2 separate regions of the Mus musculus genome follow, and region 1 is linked to region 2. Evidence: chromatin contacts called from public promoter capture Hi-C data. All regions are on one chromosome and are shown on one strand. Each heading gives the region's core, a stretch centred on a gene start, on an enhancer-like site or on the middle of the called end of the contact. The rest is flanking DNA. Distances are from core to core; before and after follow the strand shown.

Region 1 (6,411 bases), core at 2,012-4,511, 370 kb before region 2:
GACTACACAGAGGAACCGCTATAAATGAACATATATCTAAATGAACAGTGTGCGTATGTGTGTGTGTGTGTGTGTGTGTGTGTGTGTGAATTAAAAATAGATACAATTCTTTGAAAAAAGAAAGAAAACTCTAATAAATTAAGAAAGAACTTAATGTTAGAATCCAGCTGCTGCTCAGTCTGTCGTTACCTGCAGCAACCCCTCCCCTGTTCATATCCTCTTAGATGTGACAGGTAGACACTGGGGGGCAGCCTGTGAATCTCTAGCTGGCAGACTTCCTGGTGCCAGCTAGATTTTTTACCCAGGGAAGTGAGTTTATACCAAAGCGAGTATTGGTGGCCACACATCCTGCTGCCCTTCCCTGCCTCCAGCCTGGCAGTCAGAGAGCCAGGCAGCCAAGCTGTATCACAATGCCCTGAGCCATCACTTCATCTTAGTATAGTATAAGTAGAGACACCCACTTTCACTACAAGGGCTCTGATCTCCTCTCTTCCAAGATTAAACTATGCTATCTATCCCCAGTGCTGGAGTCTGGACTCTTAAGGGCCCTGCCATACTGTTGTCTGTCTGTCTGTCTGTCCAAGGCATTAATAAACTCCATACTCCCAACAGTCTGTCTCAGTGTGCCGCCTGAATTCCTGTCTGAGGCCTGCCATGGCCAATACCCTCACTCGGGCATTCGAACGCATTCTTCACCTGCTAGTTTCAATCTGAGTCCTGTGTCTGTCCCTCTGTCCTCGGGGTCACAAGAAGGTACAGCCACCACCACCGTGGGCCACTCTTGAAAGTCAATTGAGCCCTAGTGTCTGCCTTGCCCCACCTTGAGTTCTCTGGTCTGCATAGACCATAGCACCAGTTCTGCTTTGGCCGTAGCCAGCATCATCGCCACAGCCTCCTCATTGCTCTCCTGGCTGCAGCTAGAGCCTCTCCAGCTCCTGAAAGGATCTGATGATGCTATGGAGTTGGTTCACACACCTCATGGCTTTCTTGGCTTCCTGCTCCCTCGACACCCGCCACAGGCTTTGACACTACTGTCAGGGCGTCCTTCCCTCCAGACTTCCTCCAAGCCTCACTGCCCAGCCACCCCTGATTATGTTAGGTGCCCCTGCTCCTAGCCCTACCACCCCCTTCATGCCCCTCTTTCCCACACTTCACCCCAACGCTGACATCGTTCATGTCCTTCTCGAGGAGGAACTAGAGTGCAGACCCCAGTCTCCATCCTTTTGTTTCCTCTCCCCTCAGGAACACACATAGTAGGTGCTCAACAAAGGCTCACTCCTTGAGTAAATGGACATACAGCCAGCACTGACAGGTTGCCCTCTTGAGCAGACACAGAGCAGGGAGTCCCTTCCCAGCTCAGAAGGGATCTGTGCTTTTCCTGGGGAGTCCTAAAGGCAGGTCAGGGGCTCAAAGCTCAGAGAGAAGGCTGGCTAGGAATCTGTCTTGTCCAGGCTTTTGGTACCAGAGGGAGGAGCATCCCCAATCCTGCTCGACCTTGGCATAGGAGATAACATCCAACAATGTGCTCACACAGACAAAGACACAAGAGCTGGGGACCTGGGCCTTTGTTGTTATCAGGCTTAGATCCTAAACAATGACCACTCCCTCTCTGCCCCATGCCAGGCTAGGTCCAGGTGCCAGGGAAGCAGGCACTAATACAATCTAAGGGCTTGTGAGTATGCTGGCCACTCAGGCCCTGCCTGCACCAACTCCCTCTCCATTCCCCTCCAAACTCAGTGCCTTTCCTCTCTGCTCAGCCACACATTCCTGTTTTAAGCAAATGACTTAAGCGGCAGGCGACTGACCAGGGAGGTACTCGTTTGGTCAGCAGGCCTAATGAGGTTCCTTCAGGACTCCAGTCAGGAAGAATAATGTTTTCCAAACTCCTTTTGAAGGTGGCTTTCCCTGGGCTCCCACTCTTTCCATGCAGAGACGGCTGCTACACTTCTTGCTGTAGAAGAGAGAGGAGGACCCTCCTTCATCTCCTTCTCAACACAGACCCTCTCTCCCAAACTGCGTCTTTACCACCTCCTCTATCTTTGTCTGAGACTCAGCTACAGAACTGGTAACCCAAAGCCCTAATCACAAATGCTGTCCACCAGGGGGCGCAGTTTTGCAGGCCGAAGGGTAGCCAGAGAGATCACAATAGGACGGAGATAAAGCTGGAGAGCATAATTAATTCTCCTAGCATAAATGCTAACCATGGAGCTGGTGTTGGCCTTTTTGAGACAATTTCTTCCTCCTCAAGGTCATCCTGTGGAAGAATATAAAGTAGTGTTTCTCACAGTGTAGACTGTTAGGACCTGGTCTGTATGGTTGACCATTTAGACTATGCTGACATTTGCGTAGAAGGTACCGGCGCAACCATGAAGAAAACCACCAGTGCCCTAGCTTGAATCAAGGCTGTGGAACGAAAGCGAGCTAGGAGCTGCCCCTACCTGTGGTTGGGAGCCTTTCCCCACCAACACTCACTGAGGAAAACACTGGTTTTTCTTAATTAGGAATCAGGAACGTGTAGATAGACAGATAAATAGATAAATACACGATAATCAAAAAATTAAGTGCAAATTTTAGTCCTGAAAAGTGTCAGTCATTAATAAAATTCAACCAAGTCATTTCAGAACTTTACTGATTTATTTAGTGTGTGTATTAGTGTGTGTGTGTGTGTGTGTGTGTGTGTGTGTGTGTGGTGGTGGTGGTGGTGGTGGTGGTGGTGGTGTGTGTGTGTGTGTGTGTGTGTGTGTGTGTGTGTGTGTGTGTGTGTGTGGTGATGGTGGTGGTGGTGGTGGTGGTGGTGGTGGTGGTGGTGGTGTGTGTGTGTGTGTGTAGGTCAGAGGACAGCTTATAAGAGTTGATTGTCTCCCTCCACCACATGGGTCCTAGAGATTGAACTCAGGTAGCCAGGTTGTCTACAAGCATTTTTACCTGCTGAGTCCCAAGGAATTGTCTTCCATGCAAGTTACTTCAGAATAGGCTTGCCCATTGCTAGTGAGCTCTGAGGATCTTGTGGTTTAGTGAGAAACCCCAAATTACCAAATGAAGTGTCTGTGGGAACATGCTGTTGTTGTTGTTGTTGTTGTTTTGACTTTGTTTTGGTTCTCTGAGTGCATCTAGGAGCTGAGGTTCCTGGAGAAAGAGATGAAGCTCTGCTTGCCGCCAGAGGGAGCAATGAAGGACTCTGTGTGTCTGTCTGTGAGTGATTTATATATGGAAACGCCCGAGTAACTGGCCACGCTCTGACTGTTCCATCTCCCACGCCGCTCCCTCCTCCTCCCTCTGCCCCACCCAGGTGATAAGCAGGCAGGCGTGTTTCCGTTCTCAGCCCCTACCCATCCCTCTCTTCGAGTTCCGCATGCATTCCTTGTTCCCAATGAGGTCCTCTGGATCAATACCAGGGAAGGATGGGAGAGCCGCAAATGCAGCCCCTGGATGGATCCACTGTAACCCCAGTGCAGCCACGAGAGTGTCTATCTTTCTGAATGTCTGTCTGTCTTTCTTAAACTGAGGGTTTCCTTGGCTTCCCCAGAGTTCTCTGCAGGCTCTAAGTGGCGGTGCTGCTCATAACTTCTCAGAGAGAAGGTAGAGATTCCTTTGGAAACTTCTGAAACCCATAACCATTCAGCACCACATTATTATTATTATTTTAATTTAGCTTTCAAGACAGGATTTCTCTGTGTAACAACAGCCCTGGCTGTCCTGGAACTTGCTCCATAGACAAGTTGGCCTTGAACTCACAGAGATCTCTGCTTGCCTCTGCCTCTTGAGTGCTGGGATTAGAGGAGTGTACCACCGCTGCCACTGCCACTGCTGCTGCCGCTGCTGCTGCCACTGCCGCCACCACCACCCAGCCATGCACCACATTTTTGAGAGCCATAATTTCTTACACCAATTCCAGAAGGCGCAGAGGCATCAAGGCTGCACGAAGAAAAGAACACAGTATTGTGTGCACAGATGTCTCCAAAAACTTAGAGAGACTGTGTTTGGAGCATACTGGAACACACACACACACACACACACACACACACACACACACACACACACACACACACACACCCTGTTCTCCTCTGGACACAGCCAAGAGGCTTCTGGGAAAACACGAAGGACCCCTAGACCTCTAGTTGCCACTAGAGGGCAGTGTGGAGCAGGAAGAAGGTGGACCTGTTCTTAATCAGGAGAGCCAAGGTTGGCTGAGGAAAATTTATGCAGCTGATTACACTATTGAAATATATATACTTCAATGTTATATTACAATATTATATTACTTTCAATATATTATAGAGGTTTCAAGGTGACTAGCGGAGTCCAAGAAGCCCAGAGTTTCATACCCTGCGACAAAATGACATTTCTCTCCCCCCAACACTTCCACTTCCTAATATAATCACCTCAGAATCATCCAGGGGTGCAGCCCACACTGAAACACATCTCCTACCCCTTCCAGAGCTTGACTTGCGTGATTTCTCTGAGATTCATACCAAAATCTAAACTTACTTTTGTTGCCACACAAATCTAAACGTTTCCTCCGGACATTTGTGATATGTGTCATAACAGCTGTGTCTTCCTGTCTAGGGAGGAAGGAAAACAAGGCCAGGCACAATAGCACAGTTCTGTAATCCCAGAACTCAGGAAGCAGGGGGAATCTCAAGCTCCAGGCTAGCCTGGGCTACACAAGGAAACTTTGTCTCAAGAGAAGTTTCTTGAGTTAGCGCTCAGTGACTCACACTGGCCTAGCATGTGCAAGGCCCTAGATTTGATCTACAGCAGAGTGGGGGTGTGGGGTAGGGCAGGTAATTAATTGTCTCGGAGAGGGAACACCCCCCAAGCTGCGTTACACAGGAAGTACAAGAGCTTGTCAGGTAACCAGAAAGAAGGCTCTGGAGACCCAAGAGCAGAGAGAGGAGCATGACAAAGGGCAGAGTGAGGAGACTCCAAGTCCTGTTCTCACTTCGATATGAAAGGCTAGTCTGGGTACCAGACAATGCAGCTGAGAGGGGACATACAGGTGACAACAGGTGCTAGGGAGCCCAACCTTCATGCATTTATATGGCACCCATTAGAGGGTTATGAGCCAGGGTGACATGGTGTGATATCTCACATAAAACAAAAGGGGGGGAGTTGGATGATGAAAGAATTAGAGGCCAAGGTGAGACAACTACCACCACCACCACCATCGCTATCATCATCATCATCATCTAGTCCGTCATGAATGGCTGAAACAGAATGCCCAGGATGGGGGAATCTATAATCTATAAAGACCTATTGGTTCCCTGTTCTAGAGTCAGAGAACTCCAAGATCAGGTGCTGATATCTGACAAGGAGCTTCATGTCACTTTCTCACACAGCAGAAATAAACAGGCAAGAAAGAGACCCCATGACACATTGCTGAATGCTGTTTGTTTGTTTGTTTGTTTGTTTGTTTTAGCATTTTTGGGAAAGGGGAAGATCCTGTTTGTAGCACAGGCTGGCCCCAAACACACCGAATAACCCAAGCTGGTCTCAATCTCATTATGTAGCCCAGGCTGGTTTCTAACTCCAGCCTAAGCAGTTCTCCTTCCTCAGTTTCTGAAGGGCTCAGATTCCAAGATGTACAACCCCAGCTGAAATCTACTGAAAGCCCTTTTAAAAAGCCTTTAAACACCACCCTCAAAACCTCAAAGCAGCGTCTTCAAGCCCAAGTCTTTAAAGGGTTCTCTCTCTCTCTCTCCCTCTCCCTCTCTCTCTCTCTCTCTCTCTCTCTCTCTCTCTCTCTCTCTCTCTCTCTCTCTCTCTCCCTCTCAACAGGGTGTGTGTGTGTGTGTGTGTGTGTGTGTGTGTGTGTGTGTGTGTGTGTGGCCTTGGCTTTCCTGGAACTAGATCAATCTGCCTCTGCCTCCTGAGTGCTGGGATTAAAGGTGACATCACTGCCCAGGCAGGACCTACCTTCTAATGACATTATATTGGCAACTAGATTTCAGCATAAGTTAGGAGGGACACGCAAACCTTAGGAGTAATCACTATCAAATATTATATAAACGAAAGTGAGCATGGTGCTATGTGCCTATAATCCCAAGAGGCTGAAGCAGGAGAATTAAAATTGCAAATTTGATATCATCCTGGGCCACATAGCAAGTTTCAGGTCAGCCTGAGCATGCTCTCTCCCTTGCTCTCATATATAAACATATATATGAGATCTATGTATATAATATTCACATATAAATATTCATCTGTATATGAGCAATATAGAATGAGTAATACAGTAACATTAAACATATGAAATGGTAATTAAAAATTTAAATAAGGCTGGCGATGTAGATCAGTAGTAGAGCCCTTGTTTGTAATGCATAAGGCCCCAGATGTGATCCATAACATCACAAAATAAATAAAAGCAAAAGCAAAAGGTGGCTCTGGAAAAGCTCGTACATAAGTATGAAATGG
Region 2 (5,788 bases), core at 3,134-5,633:
TTCTATGCTTAGGGTTGAACCCAGGGCCTTATGCATTCTAGCCAGGCACGCATTCTACCACTGAGCTGTAGTCCCAGCCCAGTCTTTTCTGCCCTTGCTCCACAGAATCCATGCTTCCTTTTCATCTCCCGCCATTGCATTGACCAGAGGATGTGGATAATTCCCTGGCATTCCGATGCTACTCAGTTATATATGATGATTTTCCCACCTTAGATGCCTAGAGAGATGATCCTGCTGGCTGGAAATGCTTTCTGGTTCTCATGGGCACTTTTCTGGCTTTCTTACAGTATAGCATAAGCACTGTCCACCTGCGAAGGGCACCCCGCAAGGATCCAGACGCACTCCTGGGCATGTGGCGGGCACTGAACCGAGCGGAAGGCGGCCACGCTCGGAAAAAGGCCAGTGGTAGAGTTTTCTTTTCCCTTTAAGCTATGGTTTTGTGGTGGTTACCTATCCCCGTGAGAGATAGGGGGCTTCTCCAGAGTGCTGCTTAAAACTTTCCTACAGATGTTCTCTGTTCAGTTGAAGTTGGCTATGAAGACACTGGCAGATCTTCAGTCTCTCTCCTAGACCTTTGAGAGCAGTGGTGTGCATTTCTTAAATTCTCCTTTGTCCTCCCTGCCCTCTTTTACATTTTTCCTTCTAAGCCAAAGTCTTTGTTGCCACAGATATTTGTTGCCAAATAGGGTAAGAGAAAGTAGGGCCAAGATCACCAGAAAGGGAGAACAAACACCCAAAAGACTAGAAAATGAGTCTAACATTGAAAATGAGACTAGAAAGTAAAGAGAAGGCAAAGGGTTCCTTAGAAAGCTCAGAGGATGTCTGTCTGAAGTGGAGGCACCCGGTAAAGGCAGGTGAAAAAAATTTCAATTAACCAAAGAAGGCTCTTCCTGTTTCACCTTGGCAATGGGAGCTAAGGGGAAATGTGGTCCCTGACAGAATGGCTCTAGGACTTCCTATAGCTCTCACAGCAATGCTCTTTGGTTCAGTGTCTTAGATTGAATCTTCATTTAACCTGAATTAGTCTCTTCCAGGCAAAAGTCCAGTGTACATGTCTCTTGTGCTTTCTCTGCTTTCATTAAAATGTTTCTTTTTTGAACAGATAGTTGGCTTTTTCCCCCCAAAGTTACTGTATAGATTCTGTCAGTACAAGGCTTCAAATGAGGTTCCATGCTATTTTAGATGGGGTTCTCTGCCCTCAGACAGAAGTCAGCTTTGTGAAGAAACAACCTGTGTTGATCGTGGTTCCGCCAAGCAGGGAACTCAACAGCTGTTTGTTTGTTTGCTCTTTTGATCACACTGTCAACTTCAAAGTCTTTCATTCTCTGCATTAATCTTACAGCAGACCTCATTATCAGTACCATACCATCATTGTCATTGGAAACAGTCCTTCATCAACTTTTGTGTAAGTTACAGTTTTTGGTATGATACTTTTCTCAGAGCTGTACAATTTAGGCAGAAATGTCCTTTTTCATACCCCACTGTTGCCTCCTGCAAATTAGGGTGGCTTTTTTTGTTTTTGTTTTTGTTTTTTGTCTTTAAAATGTGAAGCTTACTGGTTTAAAAATTCTGGGAACTTAGAGAAGAGAATGTGTCCTGTCCATTCTGTTTTAAATCTTGTCTTAGTTAGCCAAGTTAGTCTGCAAGTCATCTTGCCCAGGAGACTCTTAAACAGGCATTTGTACTAGTTGAACTTTCAACCTCCTCTCTTAGGTGAAAGAAATAAACTTTTGTAGAAAACTCATCTTAAGATATGTGTAGTGGAAACTCTTGGCTGACTTGCTCTAAGGCCCTCCATATAGATCTAACCTTAGGCTAATCTCTGTTCTGGGCATCCTCTACTGTCTCGCTGCTGAGTGGAGTGTGAGGTGTGTCTTTCCTAGGTTACCAGACACAGTTTCCCTAGGACCGTGGCAGAGAAGCTCCCGGCGATGTGACCCTCACTAGAAGGCTGCTTCCTCCTGGCTCAGACACTGAAAAACCTTTCATGGGAGCAAGCTTCTCTCTGGAAAGTAGCCTTTACAGTCTCCAGTCAGCTGTCCCGGATCTGTGTGCAGTGTTCCAATCTTCTGCTTGGCGCCTGGGTGGACTGGTGATGAGAGACATGCATGTGGCTCCTTTTCCTTCCTTAGTCCTCTGTCACCCTAGAGCCACGAACAGCAGTGTCCTCATTGCAAAGATGGTCATTCAAATTTACTCACGCTTTAGAGTTTAAACTCAAATTTCAAAACCTTCTCAAAAACTGATATTCCTCAGTATCTTTTCATGCTGTATGATTGACTATTTTGCTTATTTTTGCCTCATTCTAGTTTGTCCCTACGGGACCTACAGGAATGATACAAAAATTAAGCTTATTCCAGGAACTTTTAAAACACACATAAATGTTATGTAAATAGCACTATAAAAGAAAGTTCTATGTGTTTCAAGTAGTTTATGAATATGTTGTAGGTCACTCTGATGAAGGAAGTCGCATGAGGCACACTAGAACCGATTACCATGTCCAGGGAGACCAAGACAGTTTCATGCCAAGTTCAAGGCATGAGGTTAATGTCTGTTACCACACTAACTATTTGAATTGCAAGTGTGGGTGCCTTTACTAGAAGTATTCCTTCTTATTGATTGATTGATAGATTTATGTATTTATGGAGATGGGTTGTGCGGTGGCTTGTATATGGAGATCAGAAGAGAACTTGTTGGGATTGGCTCTCCTTTAACCATGTGGACTCCAGGGATCACGTTCAGGAATCAGACTTAGTGCCAGTGCTTTAGCTGGCTGAACTACCTGTTCTTTTAAAAATGGATTTTTACCTTGTTCTGGTGAGATGGTTCGCATTAAATTAAACCTAAACATTAGTGTTTAAGAGGTCTTAATACATTGGGCGTAGTGGTGCACACCTTCAATCCTAGCACTACTGGAGGCAAAGATTTCTTGAGTTGGAGGCCAGCCTGGTCTACAGAGTGAGAAATAGTGAGATCCCCATCTCAAAAACAAACTAAAACAAGGGTCTTCTTGATGGTAAATAGACCTATGTGTGTTTGTGTGTTTGATAGAGCCCATGCTAAAAGCTGACTCATACATGGCTGGGTTTGCACACCTGTTTCTTCTATTGCAAGAAGAGGGCTTTTTATATTTACCTAGAATCTGAACTAACCAAAATAATCATATGAATCAGATTGAATTTCAGTATCCATAGAGATGACTCTGAAGGTTTTAAGTGTTTGTGATTTAAGCATTTAATTCATGTATTAAAAGGAAAGCCCATTTTATCATGGTTTTATAGACAGCCTCATTCTTCATGAGTGACAGAATAGGAGCGATAGAAAAGGACCAAGAACTTCAGCTTAGAGAGGCTGGAGGCTAACTCAGCAGCAGAATGCTTGCCGAGCACGAAGCCCCAGCTTCCATCCCTCCTGTTGCAAGAAATAAATTAATTTTAAAGTGCCATTTAAAATAAAGGCATTGAGCCAGGTGGTGGTGGAGCACACCTTTAATCTCAGCACATAGGAGTCAGAGGCAGGTGGATCTCTAGAGTTTGAGGCCAGCCTGGTCTATATAAAGTGAGTTCAGGACAGCCAGGGTTTGTTACACAGAGAAAAAAGATGTTGTAATTTGGAGTAAAACAAACACAAACCGAAGAATCTGTTACAGGATAATGTGAGAGAGTCACTGCTTTAGATGATACTGTGGGTTTTCTCTGTGTGTCTTGGGTGTTTTGCCTGCGTGTATGGCTGTACACTGTGTGCATACAGTGCCCTCAGAAGCCAGAAAAGGGCACTGGATCCCTAAGACTAGAGTTAAAGCAGGTTGTGAGCTGCCATGTGGGTGCTGGGAACCAAAGCTGGGTCCTCTGGAAGAGCAAGCAGTAAGTGCTCTTAATGGCTGAGCCATCTCTCCAGTCTGCATTACATGTGAACAAACTGGAAAGACACCGTAATTAGCTCAAATAGGACATCACAGATAAACTTAGACAGGTTGATTCTAAGGGTTGTATGGAAAAGCAGGGAGTGAAGAGTAACTAATAACATTGAAAAGAAAGCCTCCCAGGAGGGACAAGCTCTACAGACATGTAAACATTGCATAAAGTTTCTATAATTACACTGTAGTACAGACACACAACTAGAAAGGCAGTTTAGTTATAGGACAAAAAGTCTAAAAATCCTATACAAGGACCTATGGAAACCGGGTAAAACAAGAGCGTCTGTCCCTGCTCTGCAAGTCTGATATATTTCAAAATCTGGTGCAGTTTGTGTATACCGGCATGAGTTTGCAAGTGGAAGATTGCATCTGGCATTATGTGATAGGTCAGAGTCAAAATGTAAGAACACTGCTGGCTCGATGCTCCATGCTTGTAGTCTTAGCTGGTAAGAAGCTGGCAAGAGAATCTTGAGTTCAAGGCTACCGTGAACTACACAGTTAGATACTGTCCAAAAGAAAAAGAAACAAACGATCTGGGCTTGGTAGCTTGTGATCCCAGCTCTTAAGAGACCAAGGCAGGAGAATTGTTGCCAATTGGAGGCCAGCCTTGGCTACAGTAAGACCCTGTTTCACTAAAGACAGTATGTGAAAAGGAGAGGACATAAAGATAGTCTCTCTGTGTAGCCTGGCTATCCTGGAACTCCCTCTGTAGACCAGGTTTGCCTTGAACTCAGAGACCCACTTGCCTCTGCCTCCATGCTGGGGTTAAAGGTGTGAGCCACCACACACCTGGCTAGATGGGACTTTTTTAGTGGAGCTGGGACAGCTGCATAACCATTTGTACCATACAGAAAAACAATCCTCAGTGACTAAAAGCCTAAATGTAAGAAAGCAAAGCCCTAGAACTACTAGAAGAAACACGATGAGTTCCCTTTAGCCCTACACAATGGTGGGCAATAAAAATAAGTAACAAAATTGTGCCGTCTTTACAGTGTGAGAGACTTGGGCTAACCACATGTGTGTGTTAAATCAATTCCCATAGGATCGTTTGTTATATTGACACCACCATTCTTTCTTTGGATTTAAAGGATAAATAGCTTACCTAAGGACAGGTGTGGTGGCTTCAAGATTTGAACTGAAACGTGCCTAAGTCTAGAGACCCAACTGGGTTGTTTGCTTTGTTTAGAGGGGCAGAGGCATTAGTGTGTGTAGAGGCATTAGTGTGTGTAGAGGCATTAGTGTGTGTAGAGAGGTGGTTTGGGTGACATAGAATTTTAAATTTCCTGCCAGCCATAGGTTTTTAAAAAAGAAATAGGTAGAGATAATTTTAATGCTAAAAGGCTAGAGATAGCACAGTGGTTAAGAGCACCTGCTGCCCTTCCAGAACCCCATCTAAGTTTGTTTCCAGCACTCATGTTGGGAGACACAATTGCCTGTAACTCTAGCTTCAGGAATCTTACGGTCTGATGCCTTCTTCCTTCTCCTACTGGTACTTGTATACATGTGGTGGCATACATTCATTCAGATGAATACACCTAGAGATAAATCTAAGTAGTAGCTTTAATACTGACTGGTCATGGTGGTACACATCTTTAGTCCCAGCACTAAACACTGGAGGCAGAGGTTAGCCTGATTTACTTCATGAGTTCCAGGCCAGCCAGAGCTACATGCTGAGACCTAGTCTAGAAAATTAATTAATAAAAAATGATTTAATTAATTAAAAATTAGCTAATGAGTTAAATACTATACTTATTTAACCTGTCATATGTCAAATATTCCCATGTATAATCAATTTTGGTTTTGTTTTATTTTGTTCAGGCTGTAGAGTTGTACATGCATTTGATCCTGGCGTTCAGGAAGCAGGCTAGGAGC

The links. Capture Hi-C pulls out chosen DNA fragments and counts their contacts.
Region 1: a promoter capture Hi-C map of adipose tissue shows a contact between it and region 2. The contact joins two enhancer-like sites. A contact is called at or near these places in 1 of 115 datasets of contacts at active chromatin or transcription factors (bone marrow-derived macrophages) and 1 of 9 other capture datasets (adipose tissue).

Annotation. Positions count from the first base shown.
Region 1 is chr1:135,785,706-135,792,116 of GRCm38.p6, reverse strand. It overlaps a transcript of Tnni1 not described here. Among named protein-coding and RNA genes, the nearest start is that of Tnni1, 11 kb to the left of the region's middle. Within about 2 kb of position 3,261, at least 26 of the 459 cell types and tissues checked have an H3K27ac peak or open chromatin away from gene starts, as enhancers often do. A contact at or near this core is called in adipose tissue, where this site is marked.
Region 2 is chr1:135,421,541-135,427,328 of GRCm38.p6, reverse strand. The region is part of intron 1 of Ipo9 (importin 9); the gene reads left to right. Among named protein-coding and RNA genes, the nearest start is that of Ipo9, 6.1 kb to the left of the region's middle. Within about 2 kb of position 4,383, at least 8 of the 459 cell types and tissues checked have an H3K27ac peak or open chromatin away from gene starts, as enhancers often do. A contact at or near this core is called in adipose tissue, where this site is marked.